Regions from separate parts of the Mus musculus genome. Here all the other regions are linked to region 3. Evidence: chromatin contacts called from public HiChIP or PLAC-seq data. All regions are on one chromosome and are shown on one strand. Each heading gives the region's core, a stretch centred on a gene start, on an enhancer-like site or on the middle of the called end of the contact. The rest is flanking DNA. Distances are from core to core; before and after follow the strand shown.

Region 1 (4,884 bases), core at 1,971-4,470, 290 kb before region 3:
GTGAGAATGGCTTCCATCACTGTGTTATTCAAGGACTCCGAGGCTGTAAGAGGTGCAAACTTTTTTTTTAATTGAATATTTTATTTATTTACATTTCAACTGTTATCCCTTTCCCGGTTTCTCCACCGGGAACCCTCTATCATATCCTCTCTACCCCTGCTTCTATGAAGGTGCTCCCCCACGCACCCATGCACTCCTGCCTCACCATCCTAGCATTCCCCTATACTGGGGTATCTAGCCTTCACAGGACTAAGAGCCTCCCTTCCCATTGATGTCAGATAAGGCCAGCCTCTGCTACACATGCAGCTGGAGCCATGGGTCTTTGGTTGGTGGTTTAGTCCCTGGGAGCTCTGGGGGTGTCTGGTCAGTTGATAATGTTGTTCTTCCTATGAGGTTGCAAACCCCTTCAGCTCCTTCAGTCATTTTCCTAACTCCTCGGTTGGGGACCCTGTGCTCAGTCCAATGGTTGGCTACAAGCATCTGCATCTGTATCTGTCAGGCTCTGGCAGAGCCTCTCAGGGGAAAGCTATATCAGGCTCCTGTCAGCAAGCACTTCTTGGCATCAGCAAAGCAGCAGGGTTTGGTGTCTGGAGATAGGTGCAAACTTCTTATTTCGGATGCTTTTATCCTTCCCCCAGTGTGACCATAGCTTAGAGAACAGTGTCCCTGTGTTTCAGATGATGACGATTTTAAAGTGAGCATGGGTTGGTACAACAGAAGAACCTCTTCTTATATCCATGGAGAAGTTTCTTCAGTCTCTACGTTTTCCATTTCTGAGGGATTGCAATCTTGTTATGGGTGTGGCCTAAAGGCTTGCCACAGTCCAGAGACTTTGTGGAAAGGCCTGGAGTTAATTAGTGGCTGGATGGCACAGCCAAATTTGTATAGTATCCACCACTCCAAAGTGGTTTGAGAACATGGTTGGGAGTGCAGATGAATGGAGGCGCACTGAACTTTGAAACGGGAGGACAGAGGTTGCAAAGCCTCCTCTGAGCTGAGTGAAGGAGAGCTGTAGACTTATAGTGTTTTGTTTTGTTTTGTTTTGTAGGAGTGTCCAGACAATTCAAAAAGAAAGGGAGTGATCAAAATAGAGGTCTTAGGTTGTCAAGATGACTTAGTGGGTGAAGGTAATTGCCACTGAGGGAAGAGTTTGGTACCTGGACCCTACATGGTGGAGAGTGAGAACCACCTTGTGCAAGTTGTCCTTTGACCTACATACATTTTAGTGTACATGAATTCACACACACACACATACACATACAGACACACACAGAAACACAGAGAAACACAGACACACACACACACAGACACACAGGCACAGACACACAGACACACAGACATACAGGCACAGACACACAGACACCTATGCACATACAGACACACAGATGCACAACACACACACACATAGACACACAGATACCCAGACACACACAGACACACACAGACATACAGACACACACACACACCTAGAAATTAGATTCTTCTTCAGTAGCTCTGAGAAGAAAGGCTGGCTCACAGACCCAGGCCAGCAGATGTTCTCATGGTCCACACTGTGGGAACACAAGGATGAGTTCATTAGGGAGTGGAGGGGAGCTGGTTTCTCTGTGATTTCTGCTGCTAGGAATGTGGAAACAGAGTAGAGGAATGAGAACCGAAGCCGTACATATGGGAAGAACAGCCTACAACAGAGATGGGCCTCCCATAGAGAGCTCTTATTTAAAACCATGTGAGCTGGCTCACGCTCAGACTCCCTTTTCTTTCCCAACACCCAGTGACTTGATCTGGGGATGTACTTCTCAGAGCTAAGAATGCGGCCTCCTTGGAACACAGCCTTAATCTATGGTTGATGGGCTGGATGCGGCCAGCACCAGATAACCTCGACTGAGTTGCTCAGAAGGCAGGTCCCATGCATGAGCTAACCCAAGAATAACAGCTCCATTATCTGCTGTAGCTGAGTTGGGGAGGGCTTGACACTGAGTTTTCTTTAATCCTTTCTTTAGGAATGAAGACTTCTTTTTTTTTTTTTCTCCAGGATAATTATAAATTGTGTGGGGAAACCTACTCATTACTCTGTATGATCAAGGCAAAAGACTGAGTGGGTTTTGAAACCTAACTTGCCCCTAAGTGTGTAAGGAAATTAACTCAAGAGGAAATAACAAAGCCATCAACTTATAATCAGGCTCTCCCCCAACAACTGTCTCCCCATTCCAAGAACCAGAACGCCCTTTCTGGAAGGGTGTTTTCATTCTGAACGCATTGCTTTGATCTAGGATCTGTTACCTTGTAACAACTTTAATCAAGACTCATTAACCTGACGTTTAGATTCATATAGTCATTTCAGATTAAAAAAAAAAAAAAAGTCATGGCCTAAGCATTCTGGCTTTTTAAAGTTTAGGGGAATTTTCCTAAAGAGCCGAGCTACATGTTTCACACTTCTTTGTCTCCAGGCCAGATTCTCCATGTGGTGATCCAATTAAAACTGTGTGATGCAGCAGAAAAGGATGGGAAGGTGGACTCTGAGTTTGTGTTTTAAGCTGTAAGGAGGACCTTGGCTTGGAATGGAGCCATAAGAGGGATCTAGGGACCGGAGTCCATCTCCTGACGTTGCATAGACCACGTTTAGAGATGGCCATGTGTAAAATGACCATTTTGACTTTCAGTCAGACACGAGATTCAAGTGGGAAGTATTTTAAAATTCCAGCATTTTGCCGGGCAGTGGTGGTGCACGCCTTTAATCCCAGCACTTGGGAGGCAGAGGCAGGAGGATTTCTGAGTTCGAGGCCAGCCTGCTCTACAGAGTGAGTTCCAGGACAGCTGGGGCTACACAGAGAAACCCTGTCTTGAAAAACCAAAAAGAAAAAAAAATTCCAACATTTCAGTGTTGAAATCACTTTCAACTCCATGGCCCTCACTGCCTGACTGCATTTGTTTTTGGCAGAGGGTCAATAAACAGAAAAAGTACATTTATTTAGTCATTCACTGACAAAAAAAAAAAAAAAAATCCCACAAAAAATAGGAAAAGCATGTCTGTGGTTCCTAAAAAATTAGTCTACCGTCTTGTCAGTTTCTCAAGGAGACCAAGTTTGTTGAAGTGAATTGCTTGTAAAACGGGAAGGAAATTCAGACACGCCCTGCAACATGCAAGACCCGCTAGGGTGTGAAAAGGGCTAGATGAAAAGACAAGTGCTTTAATGGTGTGTTCACGAGGCACCGGGAGCCATTGAATTCTCAGAGGAAGTGATGAACCACAGAGGTTAGACGTGTCAGGGAGTACGTGTTCGGTGACTATAGGGTTTTCATTTGGGAAGTTAGGGAGATTAACGTCACCCACAGACCTACAGACCTGATCCTATGATAATGGTCACGATGGGCTGGGTGGGGTCAGAGGTGGGACATTTACTAGGATATACAGTGTTCTGGGTTTGAATCCGAACTAATAAATATATAGATATATAAGTAAATGCTAAGGTGCTAAATGTTATATTGTATGTATTTTACTGCCATTTTATTCTGAAAAGTAAGTCACAGGCTGGGACCTGGATCAGTCGGCAGTGCTGGCTTAGCACGCACAAGGACCTGAGTTCAACGCCCCAGTACTCCTTACGATTAGGCGTGGTGGTATATGCTTGCGGTCCCAATCCTGGGGATTTGAATGGAGGGTGGACAGTCACTCTCAGTTACGTAGTAAGTCAGAGTTGAGTTGAGCTCTAAGGGGAAGATGTGACTTGTTGAGCTCTAAGGGGAAGATGTGACTTGGCAGCACACTGATTTCTCTCCTGGGATCCTCCGGGATGAGTCATTCTGTATGGTCCTCTCTTCATCCTCCTAGGTTGAGAGCCACCGGAACTGCATGTGCCAAATTGAGCCAGAAAAGTTGGCTTCAGGCTGTGGCAGGCCAGTGAGCAGAAGGAAAGAACTTACTAGAAAGTGTGTACTCTGGAAAAGTCCCAGGCTGAAGTTGTGTCCCCATGGTGGTGGTGGTGGTGGTGGTGGTGGTGGTGGTGGTGGTGGTGGTGGTGTGTGTGTGTGTGTGTGTGTGTGTGTGTGTGTGTGCTGGGCTTTGGATCTGTGCCAGGTTTTAGTCGCTAGAATATAGGTGAATGTCAAATGCAGGCTTAGGAGCCTTGGTTGTTGGTGCACCGCGCTGACGGTCCTCTTGGCAAAGATTTGTTTTTGAGCTTCATTTGGTGTCTTTGTACAAGCTGTCTGTCCCCTCTGCTGGGCTCAGAAAGCGTGGTTTAATAGAGGTCAAACATCAAGGTCTACCCCTGCAGCTTCCTGTACCGTCTCGTTTATTCTCTTCAGCAAACTCTGTCTGGTAGGATTTTCTGTGGTAACATTTATACTCTGATGTACTTGAAATGTGGCTGTTGGAATTAAATATTTGATTTTATTTTAATGTAAATATAAGTAGTTTGTGTGACTCGTGGGCACCTTGGATTGAACAGCTCTGGGTTACCCTTGGGTGTGTGGCTCTCAGGTAGTTCATCTTGAACCCAGGATTACACAGTCCAGTTTAGTTCTGAGAAGACTGAAGAATTGTCAGCTGCTTAGACCAGAGGATAAAGTTTTCTTCTTAAAATAGGAGATTAGATCACACAGACTTGGGCAGATACAGTACTTTTGTTTGAGTGACACACTATTAATCCAATCAATGATTTCATTTCATTGAATTCTTGCAATAGGACATGTTGTATTTCGTAACGATGTTTTAGACAATGCCTTAAAAAGAAATGCTCTTGCAGGGCCACAGTGATGCACACCTTTGATCCCAGTACTCAGGAAGCAGAGGCAACGCAAAGCTCTGAGTTCAAGGCTAGCCTGGTTTACAATGTAAGTTCCAGGATGGCCAGGGCTACAAAGAGAAACCCTGTCTTGAAAAAA
Region 2 (4,564 bases), core at 569-3,068, 420 kb before region 3:
TATTAACCAACCACGGCCTCTTGGCATGTACCTCTGTCTTACATTGATATGGCTCCGAAATCTGGTTGCCCGTCATTGGCTGATCGGTCCTCATAGCACACCTTATTCCCAAATCAGACCAAAGCCACAATATATGCTTAATATGCTTCTTCATATTGATGAATTTCTGCCACCTGTGCTTGCTGGAGGCAAGGCTGCACCCTTGCTGAAATCAGGGTGTAAGGAGAGACTGACCTGCTCGAAAAACAAAGATAGTTGAAAAGCAACATGATAACATATACTTTTCTCCCATAGAAGGGCTGTTTTTAAACACAGTAAATGGGATGAATGCATGCATGAATTTATAGAAAGTACAAAAGCATGCATAAAAACAATTTTTAATTTATCTTTAGGATATTGATTATCAATTTTATTTAAAATGATGGTATGCAATAGGCCAAATATCAGTATTCTGCAATAACCAATTTAATTGCTGTTCGGAACAAGGAACACTTTGTCAGGTTTTTAAGACACAATTTTTTTGTTATAGGTTTTCTAAAATATACGAATTTATCTTATAATTCTTAATTAGCACCACAGCAGCCTTAATAGGATGTCAAAACTTTACTTTGAGGTGAATGCCGCCTTGGCCTCCCTTGCCACCAGCTCGCTGCCCAGGCCGAAGAGGCTGAAGCAACTGGTCAGGAAGCCCGAGTAGAGGTGGTAGAGCCCCAGCAGGCAAAATACGGCCAGCCCCAGCGGGGACAGGCGGATGCCCATGGGGGCCATGGCACGTTTGACCGGCACTAAGGCTGCTTCAGGCCCACCACTGAGTCATCCGCTATGAAGGCACCCACTTCCTGGTGCCCTCCCGAGCCATCACTGCTCAGGGAAAGCTGTGCTGCCGCTGCCCCCCACGCCCCATGGCCCTGCCTTGCAGCAGCCAGCAGCTGGACAATCGGCCTTCCGCGTAGTCCAACGGTCGGCGGTGAAGAAAGATGATTTTTACATGAATGTTTTCTCTTGTCAAAGAATTGCTGTGGGCATATTAAATAACCATAGCTAAAATAAGCAGCTAATATTTAATTACCATTGATTATAATTGATAACAATTATAAAAGCTTTCTTTATTATCTGTAAAGCCTTTTGTTCTTTCCCAGTTAATTTGTGTCTGTCAAGATAACATCTAACAAAGGTTTGAAGTCACTTTAAGGCCTTAAGGTGAGGCCTTAGTCAAATAACATCTTCTGGAAGTTTTTGAAAATAAAATTTTGAGGCAAATCAATTTCTCTTTCTTAGATTTTTTTTGTACCACGGTTTTCTAGTATAACTAAAACCCTAAATATTAAAAAGATATTGCCTCTGAATCTTTTCTGGAGCAACAGATACTACCCAGAACTTTAAAGCTCATTGTGTGAGAGCAAAGATTTGAAGTAAGCTTCCCTTTAGAGGCATTAGCTAATAAAATACTTTCTACTTAGGAAACAATATACACTGAAAGATTCAAACTCTTAGCTTCTTGTATTGAAGCAGAGACAATAAAATTTTTTTCTTACATAATGTAAAGCTATATTAGCCATACCTTGAGGCAAAATTTTCCAGTGATCACCAGTTCACTAGAAGCAAATCCTTTACAATTATCAGGATGCAAAGGAAAAAACAAATTTTTAAACCTATAATAACTTTACATGAAGCAGGCAAGCCAGATTATAATGCCTTTAAAAGTTCTACAGCCTGATTGACCTTTTATAAATTCTGAATTTGAACCTTATTTAGACCATCTGGGTAGATCTGCAACAATGTTATTTTAGCTAAAAGAAAACTCCCCTGAAGGCAGGGAGAGGCAAGTTTCAAGAACTTCCTTAGGCTTCGTTTGCAAAACAAAAGAAAGTCCCACAAGCCCTGCAGAGGCTGCTCTGAGCTTTGTTCCTCTTGCTGTGAGGACAGATTTTACAATTTTAAAATTTCTTTTGCAATATTAGACTATAACTACAACTTTGGGAAAGCAAAACCCTTTTAAAACAATTTATCATCTTTAGAATCAATGTTAGAAACATTACTATCATGTTACAAAGTTTGGCTGCCAGTTTATACCTATGAATGCATGACAGTGCAAATTTTAATGCTTCATTAAAGAGACATTGTTTTAAATCTTATCTTTAAGTCTACCTTTTAGGATAAGAATCAAATTAAATATTATCTCAACTGGAAGTATCCTTAGAGGCCTAGTTTTTTGGCCTGCTTTATGCCACGTGTTTGAAAGACTCCAAACCTGAGTTACCAATTTAAAGGTGTCTTGCTACCAATGTTACACCTTTTTAATCATACCCAATAACTTATAAGCTAATATTCTATGATGAAGACACGCAGAGCATATTACACCTTTAAGACCAGTAAAAAACCAAATTAAGTTGCTACAGGAATCTTATAAATTTAGACCAATCAAACAATTTTACCTTTTCTAGCTATAATTATAAGATTAAAAAAAGCACTTTGTCATTTGCTAAACACAATAATCACGATTGCAGAGAATTTTCTAGGAAAAAACTATCTATCAGCTTTTTTGCCTTAGAACTAAGAGGTTGTAGACTCCTTTTCTTTAAAAAACAGTTTTTCAGCAGTGGCTCCCCTGCTGTGCTTGATTCTTGGCTAAGGTGTGGGCCACTCTCGGTCTTGCTGACTCAGCAGATACAGTCTTAGCCATTTTTATTTTCCAACATGGGACACAGAACATTCTGTCATTCAGACAACGAAACAAAACACACATGAATTGACACGTGAACAGATTGGTGCACCAAACATTAGTCAACACAAAGAGGGCAGAGAACTTCTGCTGTAGGGGTCAGAGAGAATAAAGCAGGGCATCCCCCGATTTCTCTCTGTCTCTGGGAGAGTTTCAAAATCCATTTTCCTCTTATTTTATTATTTTAAACCCTATTCCTCTCGCTGGATGCAGTCCTTGACTGCGGACAACTGCCTGTTTTGAAGTTTCTAGTCCCTTGCTGCCAAACCCTAAGTGGACAGCGCCGGGTCAGCACTGTTCCAACTTAGCCCTTATCCTATCGCACCTCCAGCAACACTTTAATAAAAAATGAAGTTTAAAACCAGCGCTGGCATAAATACCTGTTGCTCACTGTGCCCCATACGATCTTCTGATTCTTCCCTTCTCGCTGAGCTCTACACAAGACAGCGATCCCTCAGTGTTTCGCTGCTGTTCCCAGGTTCCCGTTTGTGGCGCCAATCTGTAGTAGGAGGCCAGCCCAGCCTACTTGAACCAGGTACTCCTGGAAGGCAGGCTGGGGCTGAAAGAGACTTAGACTGCGAGAGAAGCATGAGGCCAAGACAAATTTTCTCTGATCAAGGCTCTCAAGTTTACTAAGAGACTGTGCTTAAAAGGGGGAAGGCCCATTCCTGCCCCCCCCCCCCCCAGTCCATCCTTGGTGCTTAGTCGCCATGCTGTCAGCACTTGGTCACCAGGCTGTTGCTTATTCAGGAATGTCTCAGGAAGACAGGTTCAGTCTCTCAGCAGGTAGCAGAATCTCAGGGCAGTTGACACTTCACAGAAAGCTGCACCATAGGTGGCCCCACCTCAGTGGCAACAAGGTCTGCACAAGCCTGCTTCAGGCTTGGGGAGGCTACAGTCTTTCTTTAAATTTGAAATTACAGTGAATTAGTGCTCCATAGTAATGCTCAGTGAGGGAGGAGGAGGAGCAGGAGGAGGAGGAGGAGGAGGAGGAGGAGGAATGTGTGGAGTTTGATGTGTTAAACACGTGTTGAATAGCCTTGAGCCCCCTCTTACACAGTTCTTGATCCTTGGCCTGGTTTAGTCCCTCTAAGTCCTTTTCTCATTGGCACTGAGGTCTAGAGCTTGCTGTAGCTAGTTGTATAGTCTGAGAAGCTCTCTTTAGAGACCTTTACTCAGGCACAGCTTGGATTTATTGTTGTTGTTGTTTGTGCCTGGCTATTAACCCTACTTGGCTAGGTTACCCTCCCACACAGAAATCCATCTGCCTCTGCCTCTTAAGTGCTGGGATTACAGGCATGTGTGACTGTGCCTGACCCAGTAAACTTTACATCTTGATTTAAAGGGTAGAAAAGAATTTCTGATTGATAATTCTAGGCTCAGATGGATTCACTGATGAGTTCTACCAGACCTTAAGAGAAGAACAAACATCAATGCTTCTCAAATTATTGAATATATCAGGAAAAGAAGCCAAACTACCAGATTGTTTTTAAAAATACAGTATTACTCTGACATCAAAACTGGATAAAGATATAACAGAAAAAGAAAATTATAGACAAATCTCTCCAATAGACATACAGGTGAAAATTTTCAGCAAATAATTTGTTGACTAAACTTAAGAAAACATAAAAAGATCATTAGTCATGAACAAATAGATTTTATTCCAGGGGTACCTGGATCATTCAACATATACAAATCAATAAATTTAATATATAACATAAATAGATTTAAGGGTAGAAAATACATGATCATTTTAACAGATTACAAAAGATTATTAACAATATCATTTTATGATAGAAAAGCCCTGAAGAAACTTAAAAGGAACATACATCAACCTAGTAA
Region 3 (4,386 bases), core at 219-2,718:
GAGGCCTTCAGAAGTGGGTGTAGTCATTAGAACTTCATATCAGACATTACACTATGCAGACTTCCTTTTCCACCTTGATTTGATATGTCCATGGTTATCTATGGCAATGAATACAGGGTGAACAGAAACCAATTTCATATGAGCTGGGTTCTTTGCCCCTCCAGAGGACCTGACACACTTCTCTCTCCTCTTTCCTCTATCAACTCCTAGAATCGGCACAATTGCCCTCTGGGACATCTTCCACTAGTCCCCAGGTAGGTTTATTTGCTCTTCTGTAACTTATTCATATTTGTTTCCTTGTAGATCTCCGCCCTTTCTCTTCCATCCCACAACCCAGTCCCGAGGTAGCAACTGTTCATTTTAAAACAGGCAAGCCAGAGCCTTCCCCCTCCTCCCACAGCACTTACCAGTCTAAACCTATTGATTCATTTGGCAAGGACATATCAGGCAGCTCCTAGAGAAGCAACAAGGTCCCGTTTTCCAGCTGAGGTGGGACGGATAATGCCCATCCTGAAAAGGGGTTTTGGTGTTCTCCTTCTGGACAGGGAGCTGAGGAAGGCCTAAGCTTTCCAGGGTGACAGGCCACCTCCTCGTAGAGGCATTAGGGCATTGCTGCACTGCCTCAGAATCCACGGTCTCTGACTGCTCAGACCTCTGAGTTTGTACTGTCATAGCCAGCCACCAGCTGTGTCCCCAGTCTTCCTTAAAAGTCATGTTGGGCCCCTTAAAGTCCCTGAAGATGAAGAACACACTCTTAAAGACCTTGGTGTAGGGAGCTGGAGATGAAGTACCCAGTTATTTGTATTTGTACAAGTATCAAAGGGAGAAAAATTTTGTTTCTGACATCTGTAGGATTAGGACATTTTCCCCCTCAGCGGCTCTGCTTTTGAGTTAACTTCAAACCATATCACTGATTAATGGGAGGAATGTTTCTTGAAGAAAACATCCAGTCTTGGGGATACGAATCCCGCCAGGCTCGTAATAATCTCTCTTCCTTTAAATAAGAACTATTGTTAGCAGCTGCTCCACGCAAGGAGACCCGGCGGGTAAATTGGTCCAGCACTTTATTCCAATTACATCATTCACCCTCGAGCGACATAGGTGGAGCAAGCAGGAGTCACCATCAGGGTAAAGGGGGACTCTTGTAGAAAGTTCCAGAGAACGTTTGGGAAGAGGGCAATCGATATTGAATTCATGAACTCTTAAGTGGACCAAAGAGACAGCGCGGCGGCGGCCCTGAAACTTCAGTGTTTCCTCCCGCGTGGGAAGCGTGAAGAACTCCATAAAAAACTCCCACGCTGCCCAGACCCAGAGGCGCTGACCTAGACAGTGAGTCACCCTAGCTTCCTGCGCAGGCGCGCTCCAGCTGCGGGGCGAGGGGAGGCCCCGGGCTCTGGGGGGCGGGGCCAGGGCCAGTCACGTGACGTCCGCGGCCCGGCTCCTCAATTGCCCTAAAAGGACTTAGACGGGGGTCCCCGCCTCTCGCCGCGCTCTGGAATGCGGGCAGAGGGAGAGCTCCGGGCCAGGCGCAACCATCTGCTGACAGGGGGGAGGGCGCAGAATCACAATTCTAAAAGAGACGGGAGAAAGAGGAAGAGCCGGTGATTAGACCGAGAGACCCTCCACAGGATTCTTTAAGCCCTACTCCGCGTCCCGGACTCCCCGTCGGCGCCCCACGCCTGCCATCCGCTCTGTCACCTTCCCCGAGGCGCCCCCTCCCGTCCGGGCTGGCGCACCGAGGCGAAGGAGCATGGCCGCTAGGCTTCCTTCCGGTTCGCGAGCGGAGGCCGGAAGTGGCCGTACTGCGGAGTCTGGAAAGTTAGAAAGTCTGGGAGGGCGGCAGCGGCGGAGCTTCGCGGAGACGCTCACTCTCGGTTCTCGCGGCTGAGCAGGGTGAGTGGTGCTGGCCGCGGCGCGGGGCGGGGGCGGCTCGGTCCGGCCCGGGAAGGTGTCCCCGCGGGGCGGCGGGGACCGGCGGGAGCCGCGGCTCGGGGAGCGTACCTGGGCATGTGTGCGCGAGCCGGGGGAGAGCTGGAGCGAGCTGGGGGCGGCCGGGGCGCAGACCCCGCTCTGCTTCCCACACTAGGAACTTGGGAAATGTTGCTTAGCTCGCCGGCGCCGCGCGCCTTGGATCCTTGCCTCCCCGCGAAACCAGAGAGCCCCAGAGAGCTGACTCCGGAGCTCTGTTGAGTTGCTAACGTAAACTTGCCGGGATCGAGGAGGGAGTGTGCGGATAAAACCGTAAGATAGCACCGCCACCCTCGGCAACTGTCGTCGCAGCTGCGCGGCTATGTGTAGTAGCAAGACCCTGTTCAGATATACAACTCTAGTGTGCGCCCCTCTAAGTAAAACTTTTTTAAAGCGGTATTTGAACAGAGAGGAGATTTAGAGCTTCTTTTGCCTGTCGAGGGGGCTAAGTCGACTCTACAGAGGAGTGTTATTAAGAGTCTTTCAGTAGGCGTATAAACTATATTATAGATCTTTAGAGATCTTTTAAGATTTTAACATCTGAAGTGCAGACGTTGTATCAAAAGGTGACGAAAGCGAATCTTCACTAAAATTGCTGATATTTTCTTTTTTTTCTGGATGGCCTTTGATGAGGATTAATTAGAAAGGTATTTTGTCTTCAAAAGTGAGGTGTAGTTGACAAGTCGATCCTGGCGACTAATGACTTTTAAAAGGTGCTCAAAACTTTTTTTGGGTGTGGCTGTGGGAAGATCCAAGCTGACTGTCAACCGGAAGTGTGCCTAAGAAATAAAGACTTGGTTTTCCTTGAAACTGAAATACCAACTTTTAAAAACTGAGTCTATCCCCTCCCCCACATCTCATCTAGTAAGAAATGCACTGATTAAATAATAGAGATTTGATCTGGACTTCGAAGCAGGCCAAATACCTGAGGTTTTGAAATGGGAGTATTTGGAAGGATATATTTACTAGTTTTAAGAGAGCTTTTTTATTAAAAGGTATTAACTAAGTATGCTTAGTTTAGATGTTCTGTTAAGAATTTCTATCTTTTACATCTATTACAAGTTTAGGCACGTGAGATTCTATTTAATTTAGGCAATCTCATGTATATCTTTGTATGGCTTAGTCCTACTTAAGAAGTTTCATAGTCTGCTCTTTTGTTGTTGTTGTTAATTTGTTTGTTAGTTTGGGTAGGGTCTCCTTTTAGTCCATGCTGGCCTGGAACTTAAGATGGTCTTCCTACTTCCAGGGCTAGGATTATAAATCCAGTTACCAGCCATCACACCAGCTTTAGCGTTTTCAAAACTTAAGTACCAACGTTTCTATAAAGTCTACATTTCTAAAGATTCTGTAAAATCTGGTTGCCCTTGGCATGTGGAGAAAGCCTCTCCAGGACTGTCTTCACAGTCTGATGTCTTCCTTAAGCATGAGGCTGTCGCTTATTCTTGGGGGGGGGGGGGGTAGCTCAGTGGCAGAGTGCATACCTAGCATACATGAGGCAGAACTGCAAACAACCCACACCATACACCATGCATGGCTACAGCACTGTCTTGGTTTAAAACAAGGTTATACTCATTGCCATCTGTGAATAGAAACTACCTTGACCACCCTTGCCCTCCCTTCTCTGTTGATGATCTGAAACTTTCTGCTGTTTTCTAGAAGGCCAGCCAGCCAGTCTCATACCAAAGATCTTTCACAAAGCCTTCAAAGTGAGGTTCTCAGGTGATCCTGCCGTAAACCCTAACAAATATTTGCAGTTTTATTCTGCTCTTTTTAAACTAACTTGAGGATTATTTTACAGCTTCACATTTTTAGAACTACAGCAAAGAGACCAGCGCCACTCTCAAAGATTCCCTCTGACGTCACCGTGCTCCTTTACCTGAGCTTGGACAGAGAGATTAGAGTTTCTCTTGCCTGTCGAGGGGGCTCAGTCGACTCTACAGAGGAGTGTTATTAAGAGTCTTTCAGTAGGCGTATAAAATATATTAGAGATCTTTAGAGATCTTTTAAGATTTTAACATCTGAAGTGCAAAAGTTGTATCCAAAGGTACGAAAGCGAATCTCCACTAAAATTTTGGATATTTTCTTTTCTCTCGCGTTTGTAGGTTGGTGTTGTTTGGGTAGGTGGGTATTTGGCTGTGTCATGGCTGTGAAGCTCCAGGTTTCTGTGTGGGAGACAGACCTGTGAGTCAATGTCATCTTGAAAGAGTTGCGGCCCAGCATCATACATATTACCAGATTTGGACAGAATTGGCTTCTTTGTTTGTTTGTTTGTTTTTTGTTTTTTGTTTTTGTTTTTTTCAAGACAGGGTTTCTGTGTGTAGCCCTGGCTGTCCTGGAACTCACTTTGTAGACCAGGCTGGCCTCGAACTCAGAAATCCACCTCCCTCTGCCTCCCAAGTGCTGGGACAGAATTAGCTT
Region 4 (4,469 bases), core at 1,809-4,308, 300 kb after region 3:
GGAGGGAAGGAGAGAGGAGGCAGAGAGACAGACAGAGAGAACAAAGAGTTCTGGGGATGGAGTGCCAGGATCTCCTTCAGGAACACGTCCCTACTAACTTTCCATCGTTCCATTATCTTCTAGTACAGCCACAGGTTGATGACGAAGCCCTCACGCATGAGATGCTGGGGACATTTCTGATCCAACTAGAAATGACTGTAATCATTTCTGATTAAAATGCAGAATCTGATTTTTTAAAAAAAAGTCTATTTACGAGCCTCTATGCATTGCAGGGTGACACATTTCATGGCAACAGCTAAGCAAGTTAGACCTGACTGGTCTCACCTGAGATTGTCCCCACAGCCTGGCCACGCCATTCTTTTGTGTCCCTGAAAGCTAGCTAGCTGGAGCTTCTTCTCCATTTATCCATCGTTGCCTGCTTAGTGCATGAGGGTTTTCTCCAGAAGCTTCCCCGAGCCTCTCTCTTTGCTCCCTCCTTGCAGCGATTCTCCTATCGGTCCCAAGTTCTCTTCCGGGAGCACAGTCATCTTTGATGATTTGAGCCATGCCACTACTCACCTCTAGAATGTAAACCCCATGAGAACAGAGGCTCCCTTTGATCACAGTGGGATTCCTGGCTTCAGCAAGTGCTGGATAAATATTTGTCAAGCAGATGAATTGATTGTCTGATGCTGTTGATAAGGACTCCCTCCTCGACACAGCCTTAATAACTCACCACTATTCTTTTTGCTCATGTGCTGTGCAAACCTGGATTCCCAGCCACAGGAAGTGGGCAAGTATGTGTGACTTATTAATCGCTCAGCTATGGTCTGTGGGCGCAGCTGGTCACCCCCGAAAACTCAGGAAGCCCAGGAAAAGAGGCCATGAGAAGCCCCTGGGAATGTGTGGGTTCGGGGTTGCAAGGGTCAGGTGCAATTTGTGCTATCTCTCATTTATGGTTTTAGGGGAAATAGGGACAGGGGGCTTTCTTGGGAGTCCTGAGAAGTTAGTGGTGGTCAGACTGAAGCACTTCTAAGTTGAAGTTATAACCTGTTTTTTGCTGGGTCAGGAGCTATTTTTCACCCCACATCTACAGCAGAAGGAAGCTGCAATCTCAGGGCCGGGCAAAGCTGCCACTTCCCACAGTAACTGTGCTCAGAGTTTTGTTCACTTCCTCTTGGGGATGCACCTCGACTTATTGTTCCCATAGGTACGGGAAATGTGGCTCCCTTGGAAAGTGGCTCTCTACAGTTTTCCTGCATCTCTTGTCACTGTTTCTATTAGTTACATAAGCAAATGTCTTCATCGATGTCTTTATAACTTCCATTCTATAATTTCAAAGTGTCTTCCTTTATACCTCTCACTCCTCTATACCACACACATACACACACACACAGAACCTGTACACACACCCACACCTGTACACACACACATACACACAGATGCATCCATACACACATATACACATTTGTACACACACGTATACACACATCCATACACATATACGCACACACGTACACAACATTCATACACACATGTACATATACATCCATCCACACATACAAATATACATATCCATCCACACACACAAACACACACATGCATATATACACACAGGCACACACACACATCAGTACACATACACAAACACATGTGCATACACACAGACACACTTGTACAAATACATCTGTACACACACACACACACACACACACACACACACACAACTGTGTAGGGCGTGGAATCCAGAGCCTTGACACAAAAACACAGCTCTCACCTCAAAGGGAATGAGAGTTTATTCTGGAGCCAGCTATGAATGGCCATGGTAGATGCCTCTCTCCAATGTGCTAACAGTTTGATGAAGTTGTTTTTGTTTTTTTTCTTATTTTTCGAGATAGGGTTTCTCTGTGTAGCCCTGGCTGTCCTGGAACTCACTCTGTAGACCAGGCTGGCCTCAAACTCAGAAATCCACCTGCCTCTGCCTCCCAAGTGCTGGGGTTAAAGGCATGTGCTACCACTGCCCAGCTTGATGAAGTTTTTATAGTTACAGAACAAAGTCATAAATCAAGACATTTAAAAAATATATTGGTGAGACTATTAGGTATGACTGCTGAGGGGGATAACTCCGATCTTAGGTGCAATCTGATGGCATTCTTAGCCTCTGGGTTGGAGGAAGCGTGTAGCCTGTTAGAACATTCCAGAAGGATTTACCTGAATAGTCACAAGGGTGTTACAAGGTCAAACATGGGTGGGCAATGAATGACTGTTAAGGGGCTAAAGATTGCCCAAGGGACTTGGGGTCCAGATTCATAGCATCCCGCTTTCCAATATTCCAAGCGTTAACCAAGCTTTGTGGGTCCTCCCTCCCTCCCTCCCTCCCTCCCTCCCTCCCTCCCTCCCTCCCTCCTTCCCTCCCTCCTTCTGTTTCTTTCCTCTCCCCCTTTCTTTCTTTTTCAAAGGCAAGGTTTCACTAAGTAGTCCTGACTGGCCAGGAACTCAGATCTGCTAGTGTCTGTCTCCAACAGGCACGAGCACACTGGGCTAGCCTTGTGGATGCTTTAACACCGTGAGATTCATTTATTTTTCCTGCTTGCTCAGTTCCCATAGGCAGGCGGTCTACCACTGAGTCACACTCGCCACCTGGTTCTGTGGACCCGATGTCTGTAGTTGGAGATAGGGGGAGTCCATCCACTCGCAAAAAAAAGTCTTTGTCTTTTAAGTTGAACACGCTTCACCAGGTCAGAGCTTCGGAGCTGCAGAGATTGCTCTCCTCATTTTCTAATAGCCACGTGTTCTGAACCGGTGCCCGGTGCCACCTCTGATCCTTGCCCCACCACTCCCTCCAGGGTGCACAATACCGCATTTATATCTTTTGAATGTGTACCATTTGAAAGCGCAGGGACAGAAGGCAGATGCAGGCACACCTTTGATCTTTCATCCTTGCGGGTTAAGTGAGGGCAGACACCTGGCAGCTGCGAACTGGAAACAAAATGATGCCTGGGACTGGAATGACCTGAAACGCTGCAGTGGCTGGGCCGCAGGGGCATGGAAGCTGACTCTGTATGCAGGCAGAGGACCTGATCTCGGGTAGCACCTTGAACGACCTGGCTGGGGCTGGCTGGGGCTCAAGGACTTACTAGGCAAGAGGGCAGAAAAGATCCGGCAGCTGCATTAAGCAAAGTCAACAAACTATGCAGAGATGGCAGCTCAGCACCGGTGCCGACGGGCTATTCCGGTGAAAGTGCATTTAGAGTGCTCTTGTTCCTTCGTGGTACTCTAAAGGATTCCTTTTAGGTACAGAGATGTCACAAATGCTTCAGGTTCCCAAGTCCTCGGCGGGACCGTATTGCCCCCTGGCGTCCATGTGCTGTTACTACGTCTTTGCCCAGGAAGCCAGAGCCGTCAATCACATCCATGAAAGGCGGAGCTTCCAGTTTTCCGCACATGGAGAAGTTTGGCAGTACAGGATTGAAAGGCAGTTTTAAACCCTAAGCCAGACCTGGGAGGGAACTTCGGAATTAAAGTTCCTCCTTCCCCACTCTGTGCCTGGCCTTCTGAATGTTCCAGAAGCTTCGAAAAGAAATAAGTCAGATTTGAATCTGCTGGTTTTTAATATTGGTGGTCGTGTGGTTACTGCACCCTGCTTCTTTTCAGTCAACTCAAAAGTGGCCCGGGCTAGAAAACCTTTCCTGACTTCTCTTCAGCGATTGCTTCGTGATAGGTGTTGGATGCCTCTCTGCTGTCAAGCTTCTCCGACTGTATGGGAAGGCAAGGGCATGGAATATTCCTGAACTGCATCTGCAGCCGCTGGGATGAGGCTTCTGTTCAGTAAAAACGTGTCCAGTAATAAACAGTTGCGTACCGTCCACACGGGGCGAAAGCATCAGGGCTTGATCAATACAGCAACCCTACCCAAGGCAAGAAGTCAACTTCTGGGTGGGAAAGAGAAGTGTGTTCATGTGTGTGTGTGTGTGTGTGTGTGTGTGTGTGTGTGTGTGTGTGTATGTGTGTGTACACACAGGTGTGTGAATGCACGTTTGTGTGTGTGGGGTGTCTCCTGGCACCTTCCCTTGTAGCCTGATATTTACATGGGTTCTGGGAATTGAATTTGAGGTCAGCATCTTACTGACAGAACCTTCTCCCAGTCAGTATTTTGTTCTGAACACAGCTATGCTTGCTTTTAGATTTTTTTCTTTTTTAACAACAACAGGCTCTCAGGTAGCCTAGCCTGGCCTCCAGGTCTAACCAAGGCTGACCCTGAACTCCTGATCCTCTGCATCTGCTGTTCATGTCCCGGGATCACAGACATCTGGTCACTGTGCCCTCCCTGCTCATATTACACATTGATTTATTAAACAGCATCATGGCAGAAGGCACGACTCCTGACTGTCAAGGGTTTACATTTTAGAGTCATACTGAGCCAACAGGTACCAATATTGTCTGCTATCCTTGTGACTTTGGGAAAAAAAAAATCACTTGATCTTTTTGTG
Region 5 (4,884 bases), core at 1,153-3,652, 340 kb before region 3:
TGGAGCCAGGGACTGGAGAGATGGCTCAGCGGTTAAGAGCACCGACTGCTCTTCCAGAGGTCCTGAGTTCAATTCCCAGCAACCACATGGTGGCTCACAACCATCTGTAATGAGATCTGATGTCCTCTTCTAGTGTGTCTGAAGAGAGCAGTGGTGTACTCACATACATAAAATGAATAAATCTGAAAGGAAGGAAGAAAGAAAGAGAAGAAAGAAAGAAAAGAATGGAGCCAGGCAGTGGTGCACACCTTTAATCCCAGCACTTGGTAGACAGAGGCAAGAGGATCTCTGAGTTTGAGGCCAGCCTTGTCTACAAAGTGAATTTTAGGTCAGTAATGGCTACACAGAGAAACCCTGTCTTAAACAAAACATTTACTTTTTTTTTTTTTTTAAGAATGGACAAAGATTAGACATTCCTCCACAGGAGATAAACTCATTTCCTGTGTACCCAAAATGATGTGTGACTTTGATTACTCATGAGGGAAACCCTCATTAAAATCATAAAAAGATAGACTACAAGTCCACCTGGGTGACTTGAATATAAGAGGCAGCCGCTGGAGCCCCCACATCCTTCCTGGTGGGCGTGTGAACGGGAGCCTCCACACTGTCAAGCGAACCTGGAGTTACCTCTTGATCCATCAGTTCCAATCCCAGGGATGTCCCTAGGAGAAACAAACCATAACTTCATTATGTTCCGCAATATGAATGTTCACAAAAACCTCATTCCTGGATGTGGGAGGGAGCTATGCACAGTGATCCCAGCAGACCGCTGTGATGATCAGACACAGCTGTGCAAAACATGGCGCCACCGCAGAAGCAAAATTAGAGGGTTATCTGGGGAAGAGAGGCCAGGTAAGACTGAAGGCCTAGCACAAGGAGGGAGGGAGGGAGGCTGTTTTCCTCAAAACTGTAACAGACAAAGTGAATTCATGGGGCTGAGCAAATGGTTCAGTGGTTGGAGATGCAATCCCACTGAGCCTTTCATAAGCACCTGTAACTCCAGCTCCAGGGGAAGCAACGATCTCTCTGGCCTCCTCAGCACCCACACATGTGAGCGCATGTATACATGCATACATACATACATACATACAACACACATACCTAAGTAAAAAAAAAAATTAAATTTTATGTCTGTGGGGTTTTGCCTACCTGTCTATCTGTTACCGTGTGCGCACACTGCCTGTGGAGGGTGTTGGATCCCCAGGAACTGAAGTTACAGGTGGTTGTGAACTGCCATGTGGGTGCTGGGAATCGAACCTGCATTCTCTGGAAGAGCAGCTAGTGCTCTTAATTGCTGAGTCATCTCTACAGCCCCCAAATAAATTTTGTCTTGGTTTTTTTTTTGTTTTTGTTTTTAAAAAAACCACAGGGTTTCCTCTCTGTATCCCTGGCTGTCCTAGAACCTCCTTGTACCAGGTTCGCTTGACAGTGTGGAGGCTCCCGTTCACATGCCCACCAGGAAGGGTGTGGGGGCTCCAGCGGCTGCCTCTTATATTCAAGAACTCTGTAGACCAGGCTAACCTTGACCTTACAGAGATTCTCCTGCCTCTGCCTCCCAAGTGCTGGGATTAAAGGTGTGTGCTGCCATGCCTGGCCCCCAAATAAATATTTTTTAAAGAAATCTATAGCATTTTTATTCATATATGCTATCTGTAAATTGTATAAAATTAGCTTGTTAGTTAGAAAAACTTGCTTTTTTTTTTTTTCCATGTTGAGGATTGCACCTAGCTAGAGTCTCTCACATGCTTGTGCCTTGCCATTAAACTACTAAACTACATTACCCAAAAGTGTGTGTGTGTGTGTGTGTGTGTGTGTGTGTGTGCAGTCTTGGCTGCACTAAAATGGATCCTGTAGACCAGGCTGACCTCAGACTTGTGATCATCCTGCCTGGGCCCCTAGTGCTGAAATGATAGGTGTATGCCACCATGTCTAAGTGTTAGGAGTGGTCTTCCCTAAGGGACTGTAGCAACCTCTGAAGGACCCTATAGCCTAGGGAGTTAATAGCTTTGTTCTGTAACTGGCCTTCCTGAGCCCTTTGCCAAAGGTAACTCATGTGGTCTGACTGTGGTTTTCCTGAACATTAATATCAAGCAGTGTTGTGAAGATTTCAACCTTGAGTTGTAGGTGTTTATGCCTGCGTATACTCTTGCAGGATGAGTACAGACTGCCCTCGCCATCTGCATTTGACCCACCTTTAGCCTCTCATTATAAGGCAGTTCACACACGCTCCCATGAATTCACATATATAGAAGTCGTTTTGTTAGCGGTCCAGTGTCTTCCCAGTTGAGTGTGTAAGAGAGACTCACAGCTTTCTTAGTAAGTAAGGAGACTAGATAAGTGGTGTTTGAATGACTGCACCCAAAGAAGGAACTGCAATTGAGCAATTTCCTCCATCAGACAGACCTATGTCTGTAGGGTCCGGCGCATTGTGGGCAGTGCGTCCCACCCTCGGGGTGGTGTGGGGCAGATGGTGCTGGCCCGGATAAGAAAGGTAGCCGAGTAAGCTGGGAGAGGCTTTCTCTCCTCAGTGTTCTCTGCTTCAGTGCCTGCCTCTAGCTTCCTGCCCTAGCTTAATCAAATTAAATCCCTTTCTCCCCTAGTGGTTTTTGTCACAGCAACAAAACCCAAACTAGGACCCTGGGTCCCAATATGTAGACCAGGCTAACTCATCTTGGAGCTCTTCCTGCCCCACCTCCAGAGTTGTAGGACTAAAGGCATGTGCTCATTCGTTTCGACAAATAACTGCTCCTGGGAAGCAGTCTGAGAACGTGAACTTGATTTCGCCTCAGGGGCAAAATGGAGACTACATACAAAATGGCTGCACTTGAGCTGAGAGGAGTGAGCCTTGACAGTTTTCCTTTTAAATTTGTACTCCGTTTTTGGAAAGTTAACATTATTTACCAAGAAAAAAATTAAGTAAGGAGAGAATACATTTTCTTTTTCTTCTCCTTTTATTTCTTTTCCTCCAAACAAGGTTTCTCCGTGTAGCTCTGGTGGTCTGGAACTTGCTCTGTAGAACAGGTTGGCCTTGAACCTCTGCTTCCTAAATGCTAGAATTAAAGGTGTGCACTACCACTGGCCTAAGAATACATTTTCTGTCTTCTCACCTCTGGGGACTAGAGGACGAGTTGGGGGATACCACCCTATTGAGAACAGTGGTAAAGATTTCCTATTAAATTGTACTTTCTCTGTTTGTCTCTGTCTTTCTCTGTGTCTCTTTCAGTCTCTCTGTCTCTCTGTCTCTCCCTCTGTCTCTCTGTCTCTGTCTGTCTCTCTGCCTCTGTCTCTGTCTCTGTCTCTCTCTCTCTGTGTGTGTGTGTGTGTGTGTGTGTGTGTGTGTGTGTGTGTGTGTGTAGCTCTGGATGGCCTGGAACTTGATTTGTAGACCAGGCCAGCTTCTGCTGGGATTCGAGGAGGATTCAAGGCTGCTCCACCACAGCTGGCCACAGCTGGCCACAGCTGGCCACAGCTGGCCACAGCTGGCCACAGCTGGCCACAGCCTCAAACCCAGAGAGCTCCTGCTTCAGCTTGCTGAGCATGAGACCGACAGGAATAAGCCGCCATTAACCTAGTGAGGTCAGTCATAACGAGTCTGTTCTCCAAGACGGACCACGGCTGCATATGTGTTTAGGAACAGCGTAAAATGTAGGTGGCTTTGATTTGTCATCACTGACAACTCCCAGGTGGCTCTTGCTAAGAAGTGCCCTGCCGACTCCTTCTCCTCCTCCCCCCTCCCCTCCTCCCCTATTCCTCCTCCTCCTTCTCCTCCTCCTCCTTTATCTTCTTCTTTTTATGTTTTTTTTTTTTAAATTGGTTTGGTTTGGTTTGGTTTTTCAAAACAGAGTTTCTCTGTGTAGCCCTGGCTGTCCTGGAACTTTCTCTGTTGACCAGGCTAGCCTTGAATTCAGAAATCTGTCTGCCTCTGCCTCACAAGTATTGGGATTAAAGGTGTGCCACCACTACCCAGCCCTCCTCCTCTTCCCCCCCTCCTCCCACTCCTCCCCTCCCCTTCCCCCCCTCCTCTTCCTCCTCCTCCCCCTCCTCTTCCTCCTCCTCCTCCTCTTCTCCTTCTTCTTCTTCTTCTTCTTCTTCTTCTTCTTCTTCTTCTTCTTTTAACAGTGTGTGCGACCTTTAACCTGGTGAGTGGGCTCATCGTGTCTCAGTACTGACAGCAGGAGAGGTGCAGGCATTGCTTTGCGTTTCACTGGTGATCAGTGTAAAGATGATCGGCCACAGGAAATAATTGTTTTATGACTGGATTCGTGTATGTGTGTGTGTGTGTGTTTTAAGATTTATTTATTATTATATCTAAGTACACTGTAGCTGTCTTCAGACGCACCAGAAGAGGGCATCAGATCTCATTACGGATGGTTGTTAGCCACCATGTGGTTGCTGGGATTTGAACTCAGGACCTTCAGAAGAGCAGTAGGTGCTCTTAACCACTGAGCCATCTCTCCAGCCCTTCTTTTTCTTCTTTTTCTTCTTCTTCTCTTTTCCAATACTGGGGACTGACCCTATGGCCTTATACATTCTGGGCAAGCGCTCTTACCACTAAGCCATATCCTATATCTACAGCGCACAGCACAGTGTTCATTCTGATTCTCACTCACTTAAATAATAGTTGGTTTGCTCTTCATCAAAATTTAGCTGACCTCTGTAGCTTTCTCTCCACACCCTGGGACCTCCATCCTTGGGGCATATTGTATACTGGGGTCTATTGGTGGCCCTGCTTCCTAGAGGATAGTCTAGGGAACCTGGGCTAGGGAGAGGGCTAGTGAGGTATTAGGGTAGCTTGATGCTGCAGAACCAACCAGCAAAACCTCTTTTCTCCTGTTTCATAAATTCTGCCTAATTCACCTACCAAGCTCTTCACCCTTCAAGACC
Region 6 (4,659 bases), core at 1,004-3,503, 350 kb before region 3:
AGTTAGAAGAGCCGCTGGGAAGGCTTAGAGAACACCTGCTCTCTCTGGTGTGTTTTTGTGCGCACATGACCATTTGCTTACGTGTGCATTGCAGGCTACAGGTCCATGTGTGAAGGGGAACATGTGTGGTTCATTTATTCTTCAGGCGACCTTACTTAATATTTGAGATTCTTTCTAATTCTACCCCTTTTCTTGCAAATTTTGTGACTTCATTTTTTAAAGCTAGGTAGTATGCCAGATTTTCTTATTCATCCATCTTTTGATAGACAACTAGGTTGGCCCTATTTTCTTGCTGCAGTAGAGTAGAGGGGTGTGGATTTAAACCGTGTTCTGTGCAGTTCTCTGTGTATATACCCTAGAGTGTAGTAGCCGGGCTTTCCGTCAGGAGGAGGATAATACCCAGAATTCACAAAGAATTGCAGAAGTAAAATACAAGGGACTAAAACTGCCAGTCAGCAAATGGACTAAAGAATTGAATAGACACATGACCAATAACTGATTTTAAAAAGGGATTCATCATCCCTGGGCACCACAATAATGCAAATTAAAACTATTATGAGATATGATTTAATCCCAGTCAGAATGGCCATCATAGGAAGTCTGACACAAATATGGAGAAACAAGAAGATGTAGAGAAAGACTAACCCTGATTTACTGTCGGTGGGGGAGCAAATTGATATGGCCATTATGGAAACTAGTTTGAAACTTACTCAGAAAATTAGAAATCGAGCTATCATATGTCCTTTATTTCTTTTAAAATCTGTAGCTCTAATTCTAGAATTAAAACATTTTTAATATAGCAGAGCCGTGTGTGCATGTGGTGTGTATAAAATTCCATTAGCCAGGAATACTTGTGAGATGGGAAGAGATCTGGAATTTGAGGCCAGCCTGAGTTACTTAACAAGACTATCTCAAAAGGGAAAAAAAAAATCATTTCATTGGATGATATATAAACAAATGACTGACCTTGTTAAAACCAATGCAAAACTTACCATTAATTTGAAACAAATTAAAATGAAATGAGTGTAGTATCTAAAACTGAAAAGGGACAGTCTCATATTGGAAAAGCTCTAACTTGCATGTATAATTGAAATTTTTTATCTCATATCTGTTGGGTTGGAAGTTCATGGTCAGAGTGATTGGCAGAGGTGATTTCTTCTAGGAGCCATGAGTGAAGGAAGAGTCTGTTTCAGAGCCTCTCGCCTTTCCTTGTAATTGGCTATCTTCCTCATGTCTCTTTTAATGTATGTGTCATCATGTCTGCCTTTCCCCTTTCTGAGGACAGCAGTGACACTGGATTAGAGACTGAACAACCTCAGCCTGATCGTTTCTGTAAAAATACCATCTCTAAGCTGGGTGTAGTGGTTCACAGTCTCATTTTATTTTATTTTTTAAATTTCTATTTCAACTTTACCATTTTTTTTGATATTGTATTTATTTACATTTCAAATGTTATTCCCCTATCCCATTCCCCCTCCCCCTGCTTCTGTGAGGGTGTTCCCCCACCCACCCACCCACTCCTGCCTCCCCGCCCTGGCATTCCCCTACACTGGTGTATCGAGCCTTCACAGGACCAAGGATCTCTCCTCCCACTGATGCCAGATAAGTCCAGCTTCTGCTACATATACAGCTGGAGCCATGGGTCCCTCCATGAGTACTCCTTGGTTGGTGTTTTAGTCCCTGGGAGCTCTGGGGGCTCTAGTTGGTGGATTATTGTTGTTCTTTCTATGAGGTTGCAAACCCCTTCAGCTCCTTCAGTCCTTTCCCTAATGCTCCACTGGGGACACCGTGCTCAGTCCAATGGTTGACTGCAAGCACCCACCTCTGTATTTGTCAGGCTTTGGCAAAGCCTCTCTGGAGACAGTTGAGGCTCCTGTCAGCAAGCACTTCTTGGCATCCACAGTAGTGTCTGGGTTTGGTGTCTGTATATGGGATGGATCCCCAGGTGGGGCAGTCTCTGGATGGCCTTTCCTTCTGTCTCTGCTCCACACTCTGTCCCCGTATTTCCTTTAGACAGGAGTGTGAGTACAAGGCTAACATGCACAATATACTGAGCTCTCGGCCAGCCTAGGGTGGACTGTGAAAGGGAAAATCCTGTCTCGTATTTAAAGGCCACATGATGTTATACCAGTGCTTCTCAGCCTTTAAAGCTGCAACCTTTACTAACATTCCTCATGTCATGATGGCCACCCCCCACCATAAGGTTATTTCATTGTTACTGCATAACTGTAAGTTTACTTCTGTTATGAATCATAATGTAAACATCTGACATGCACGATACCTGATATGTGAGCCTCCCGAGGGATTGCCAACCCACTGGTTGAGAACAGTGGAAGTTATGGGGTCAAGAGCATAATGATTTTGAAAGAACAAAGTTCTGTTTACTGTTTGTTGGTGCCTTTGCAGGCAGCTAGGCTCACCAGCATTTAGCATCTTTACAAGAGGGCAGTTTACCACTGGAGTATCTTTAATTGTTTAATAACTTACATTCTTTTGTGTTTGTAGGCCTTTGTCTTAGGGTTTCTAGGTTTTTTTATGTTTTTGTTTTGTTTTGTGTTGTTTTTCAAGACAAGGTTTCTCTGTGTAGCCCTGGTTATTACCCTGGCATTCTTTCTATATACCAGGCTGGTCTCTGCTTCCCAAGGGCTGGGTTAATTAAAGGCAAGTGCTACCTCTACCACCACCCCACCCCCAGCTCAGCCTGCTCACTGGGCCATCTATGTAGCTCCTGCCCCCAGTTTTACCTTGTGTTCACCTTTAGAAAGCATATAAGTCCAAATCAAAACCAAGAATGCATAATCATTTCTCTTACCAAACCAAGTAATTTGAAATTTGCAGACTTTTAGCTCACTACCAGGCAGTGGTGGCATATGCCTTTAATCTCAGCAGAGGCAGACAGATCTCTGAGTTTGAGGCCAGTTTAGTCTTCAGAGCCAGTTCTAGGACAGCCAGGACTACACAGAGAAACTCTGTCTTGAAATAACAAACAAAAAAATTTGGCTCACTAAATTTACTGTATTTTTTTTTCAATTCAATTTTTTTCAATTAGCCCACGCCTGTAGACCTAGCCTACAGCTAGCTGGCTCAGAGAGTTTAATCTCATGGTGACATTGCACATCAAACAGTAAAGTGACCACTCATATTGTTGTACTTTAAGGGTCTTTTCAATGGCAGATTTAACACCAAAAATAAATAAAAGTGCCAGTTTTCTGGAAGAGCATCTGTGATGTTCCTCTGGCATTATACTTTTTTAAGATGTAATTTTATTTCTATAAATTATATATAGTCTATGTAAATATTTCATATAATTCAGATACTATTTAAGCTTTAACGTTAGATTGGATTAGATGTTTGTAATGTGCTGAATTATAATGCTCTTCGATCACACTTGAGGGTGGTGAGTGTGAGTGTGTGTGTGTGTGTGTGCGTGTGCGTGTGTGTACAGGCCGGAGGAGGATATCAGATGAAGTGCTGCACTAGCTGTAACCTTTCCTTAAGCCAGGGTCTCACTGACACTGGAGCCTGCGCGTTGGTCCGGGTGGAGTGGGTTGGTGTGGGGTTAGGAGGCTGGCTGGTTAGCAAGCCCATTGACCCACCTGTTTCCACAGCCCCCGCCCCTGGCAGTAGTGGGTGTGAGTGCAACCACATGAGCTCTTCTGTGTGCATGCTAAGAATCCACATCCCGTTCCTCACGCTTATATGCTAGAACACTCTTACCATTGCCTGATCTCCCGTAGCCCCTTCAAGCGCTTTTTAATGTGCATGCTGTTTCTCTGTGGGGATATGCTGTAACTTAGTGAGCTTTCTGTATTTCATTAGATTGTTTTGAGTACATACATAAGTGGAATTGCTGAATACATTCCTAGAGATCATAAAATGCTAAATCCAGTGTGATCATTTTTATTCTGACTAATTGGGAGAATCTCATTGTTGATGCCTTTCTCCCCAGTTTAAGCTAGTTCAAGCTAACATTTACCATTTGAAAACTCATCCGGTTCCCTCCCTGTCTATGGGCTTTTTGCCTGCCCAGTTCACTTTACTTATCATTAGCTTATTAACTTTGCAAAAACACTACCACAGCCATGCTGCTTATTCATTTACTTTCTTGCTTATTAATTTATTTACAAGTTGGATTTTTTTTTTTTTTGCTGTTCTTTTGGTTTTGATTTATTTCTTTATTGTTGATGTTGTTGTTTTGTTTGTTTGTTTGTTTTTGAGGCAGTGTCTCTACAGAGCCCTGGCTGTCTTGGAACTCACATTATTGACCAGGCCTGCCTCGAACTCAGAGAGATTTGCCTGCCTCTGCCTCCCTAAGTGCTAGGATTAAAGGCGTGTGTCCCCATGCCCATCGGATCATGTCATTTATAAACTGAGATTTAATTACTCTTTAGAGCAGTTGGAATCAGTTTTTTGCTAATTAGTGTTTGTGTGCTCTCAATAGGTTGTTAAAATCACACACTGCCCCACACTCCTGACTAGAGATGGAGATAGAATTAGAAGTAATGGGAAGTTTGGGGGCCTTCAGAATAAAGCTCCGCCAATGGACAAACTTCGGGGAATGGTCTTCGGAGCTCCAGTACCAAAGCAGTGTGTGGTCTTGGGGAAACAAATAGGTAAGTTAAACATGGGGTGAATTTTCAGGTTTTGTTTGTTTGTTTG

The links. HiChIP or PLAC-seq counts read pairs in DNA pulled down with a chosen protein or histone mark.
Region 1: a contact with region 3 is called in an H3K4me3 HiChIP or PLAC-seq map of bone marrow-derived macrophages, with 3 times the contacts expected there. The contact joins the enhancer-like site here to the promoter of Myl12a in region 3. A contact is called at or near these places in 4 of 39 promoter capture datasets (the 3T3-L1 cell line, the C10 cell line, cranial neural crest and 1 more), 2 of 484 Hi-C or Micro-C datasets (bone marrow-derived macrophages and neutrophils), 5 of 115 datasets of contacts at active chromatin or transcription factors (bone marrow-derived dendritic cells, bone marrow-derived macrophages, effector CD8 T cells and 2 more) and 3 of 9 other capture datasets (adipose tissue, liver and macrophages).
Region 2: a contact with region 3 is called in an H3K4me3 HiChIP or PLAC-seq map of embryonic stem cells, with 12 read pairs. The contact joins the enhancer-like site here to the promoter of Myl12a in region 3. A contact is called at or near these places in 6 of 39 promoter capture datasets (the C10 cell line, the HPC-7 cell line, cranial neural crest and 1 more), 1 of 484 Hi-C or Micro-C datasets (bone marrow-derived macrophages), 8 of 115 datasets of contacts at active chromatin or transcription factors (bone marrow-derived dendritic cells, bone marrow-derived macrophages, embryonic stem cells and 2 more) and 1 of 9 other capture datasets (macrophages).
Region 4: an H3K4me3 HiChIP or PLAC-seq map of bone marrow-derived macrophages shows a contact between it and region 3, with 4 times the contacts expected there. The contact joins the enhancer-like site here to the promoter of Myl12a in region 3. A contact is called at or near these places in 22 of 39 promoter capture datasets (the 3T3-L1 cell line, the C10 cell line, the HPC-7 cell line and 10 more), 1 of 15 datasets of contacts at CTCF or cohesin (embryonic stem cells), 1 of 484 Hi-C or Micro-C datasets (the AML12 cell line), 33 of 115 datasets of contacts at active chromatin or transcription factors (the SCID.adh cell line, T-cell acute lymphoblastic leukemia, bone marrow-derived macrophages and 20 more) and 4 of 9 other capture datasets (adipose tissue, liver, macrophages and 1 more).
Region 5: an H3K4me3 HiChIP or PLAC-seq map of bone marrow-derived macrophages shows a contact between it and region 3, with 2.9 times the contacts expected there. The contact joins the enhancer-like site here to the promoter of Myl12a in region 3. A contact is called at or near these places in 7 of 39 promoter capture datasets (the 3T3-L1 cell line, the C10 cell line, the HPC-7 cell line and 4 more), 1 of 484 Hi-C or Micro-C datasets (bone marrow-derived macrophages), 11 of 115 datasets of contacts at active chromatin or transcription factors (bone marrow-derived dendritic cells, bone marrow-derived macrophages, effector CD8 T cells and 6 more) and 3 of 9 other capture datasets (adipose tissue, liver and macrophages).
Region 6: a contact with region 3 is called in an H3K27ac HiChIP or PLAC-seq map of the NIH/3T3 cell line, with 4 times the contacts expected there. The contact joins the enhancer-like site here to the promoter of Myl12a in region 3. A contact is called at or near these places in 12 of 39 promoter capture datasets (the 3T3-L1 cell line, the C10 cell line, the HPC-7 cell line and 7 more), 8 of 115 datasets of contacts at active chromatin or transcription factors (the NIH/3T3 cell line, the SCID.adh cell line, bone marrow-derived macrophages and 3 more) and 4 of 9 other capture datasets (adipose tissue, liver, macrophages and 1 more).

What each region holds. Positions count from the first base shown.
Region 1 is chr17:71,286,672-71,291,555 of GRCm38.p6, reverse strand. All of the region lies in intron 2 of Emilin2 (elastin microfibril interfacer 2), which reads left to right. Among named protein-coding and RNA genes, the nearest start is that of Emilin2, 22 kb to the left of the region's middle. Within about 2 kb of position 3,220, at least 128 of the 459 cell types and tissues checked have an H3K27ac peak or open chromatin away from gene starts, as enhancers often do. A contact at or near this core is called in adipose tissue, bone marrow-derived dendritic cells, bone marrow-derived macrophages and 4 more, where this site is marked.
Region 2 is chr17:71,417,750-71,422,313 of GRCm38.p6, reverse strand. The region is part of intron 17 of Smchd1 (SMC hinge domain containing 1); the gene reads left to right. Among named protein-coding and RNA genes, the nearest start is that of Smchd1, 55 kb to the left of the region's middle. Within about 2 kb of position 1,818, at least 11 of the 459 cell types and tissues checked have an H3K27ac peak or open chromatin away from gene starts, as enhancers often do. A contact at or near this core is called in embryonic stem cells, where this site is marked.
Region 3 is chr17:70,999,615-71,004,000 of GRCm38.p6, reverse strand. Myl12a (myosin, light chain 12A, regulatory, non-sarcomeric) reads left to right here and starts at 1,468. Exons shown (of 4, transcript NM_026064.2): 1 at 1,468-1,893. It also overlaps a transcript of Myom1 not described here.
Region 4 is chr17:70,706,035-70,710,503 of GRCm38.p6, reverse strand. The region is part of intron 5 of Dlgap1 (DLG associated protein 1); the gene reads right to left. The region is part of intron 1 of Gm36746 (a long non-coding RNA gene); the gene reads left to right. Among named protein-coding and RNA genes, the nearest start is that of Gm36746, 9.4 kb to the left of the region's middle. Within about 2 kb of position 3,058, at least 57 of the 459 cell types and tissues checked have an H3K27ac peak or open chromatin away from gene starts, as enhancers often do. A contact at or near this core is called in the SCID.adh cell line, T-cell acute lymphoblastic leukemia, bone marrow-derived macrophages and 3 more, where this site is marked.
Region 5 is chr17:71,335,254-71,340,137 of GRCm38.p6, reverse strand. It overlaps 4930471L23Rik (RIKEN cDNA 4930471L23 gene), which reads right to left. Exons shown (of 3, transcript NR_045460.1): 3 at 392-662. It also overlaps the pseudogene Gm4566. Among named protein-coding and RNA genes, the nearest start is that of 4930471L23Rik, 22 kb to the right of the region's middle. Within about 2 kb of position 2,402, at least 15 of the 459 cell types and tissues checked have an H3K27ac peak or open chromatin away from gene starts, as enhancers often do. A contact at or near this core is called in the HPC-7 cell line and bone marrow-derived macrophages, where this site is marked.
Region 6 is chr17:71,353,340-71,357,998 of GRCm38.p6, reverse strand. It overlaps Smchd1 (SMC hinge domain containing 1), which reads left to right. Exons shown (of 48, transcript NM_028887.4): 45 at 4,442-4,613. Among named protein-coding and RNA genes, the nearest start is that of 4930471L23Rik, 40 kb to the right of the region's middle. Within about 2 kb of position 2,253, at least 21 of the 459 cell types and tissues checked have an H3K27ac peak or open chromatin away from gene starts, as enhancers often do. A contact at or near this core is called in the NIH/3T3 cell line, where this site is marked.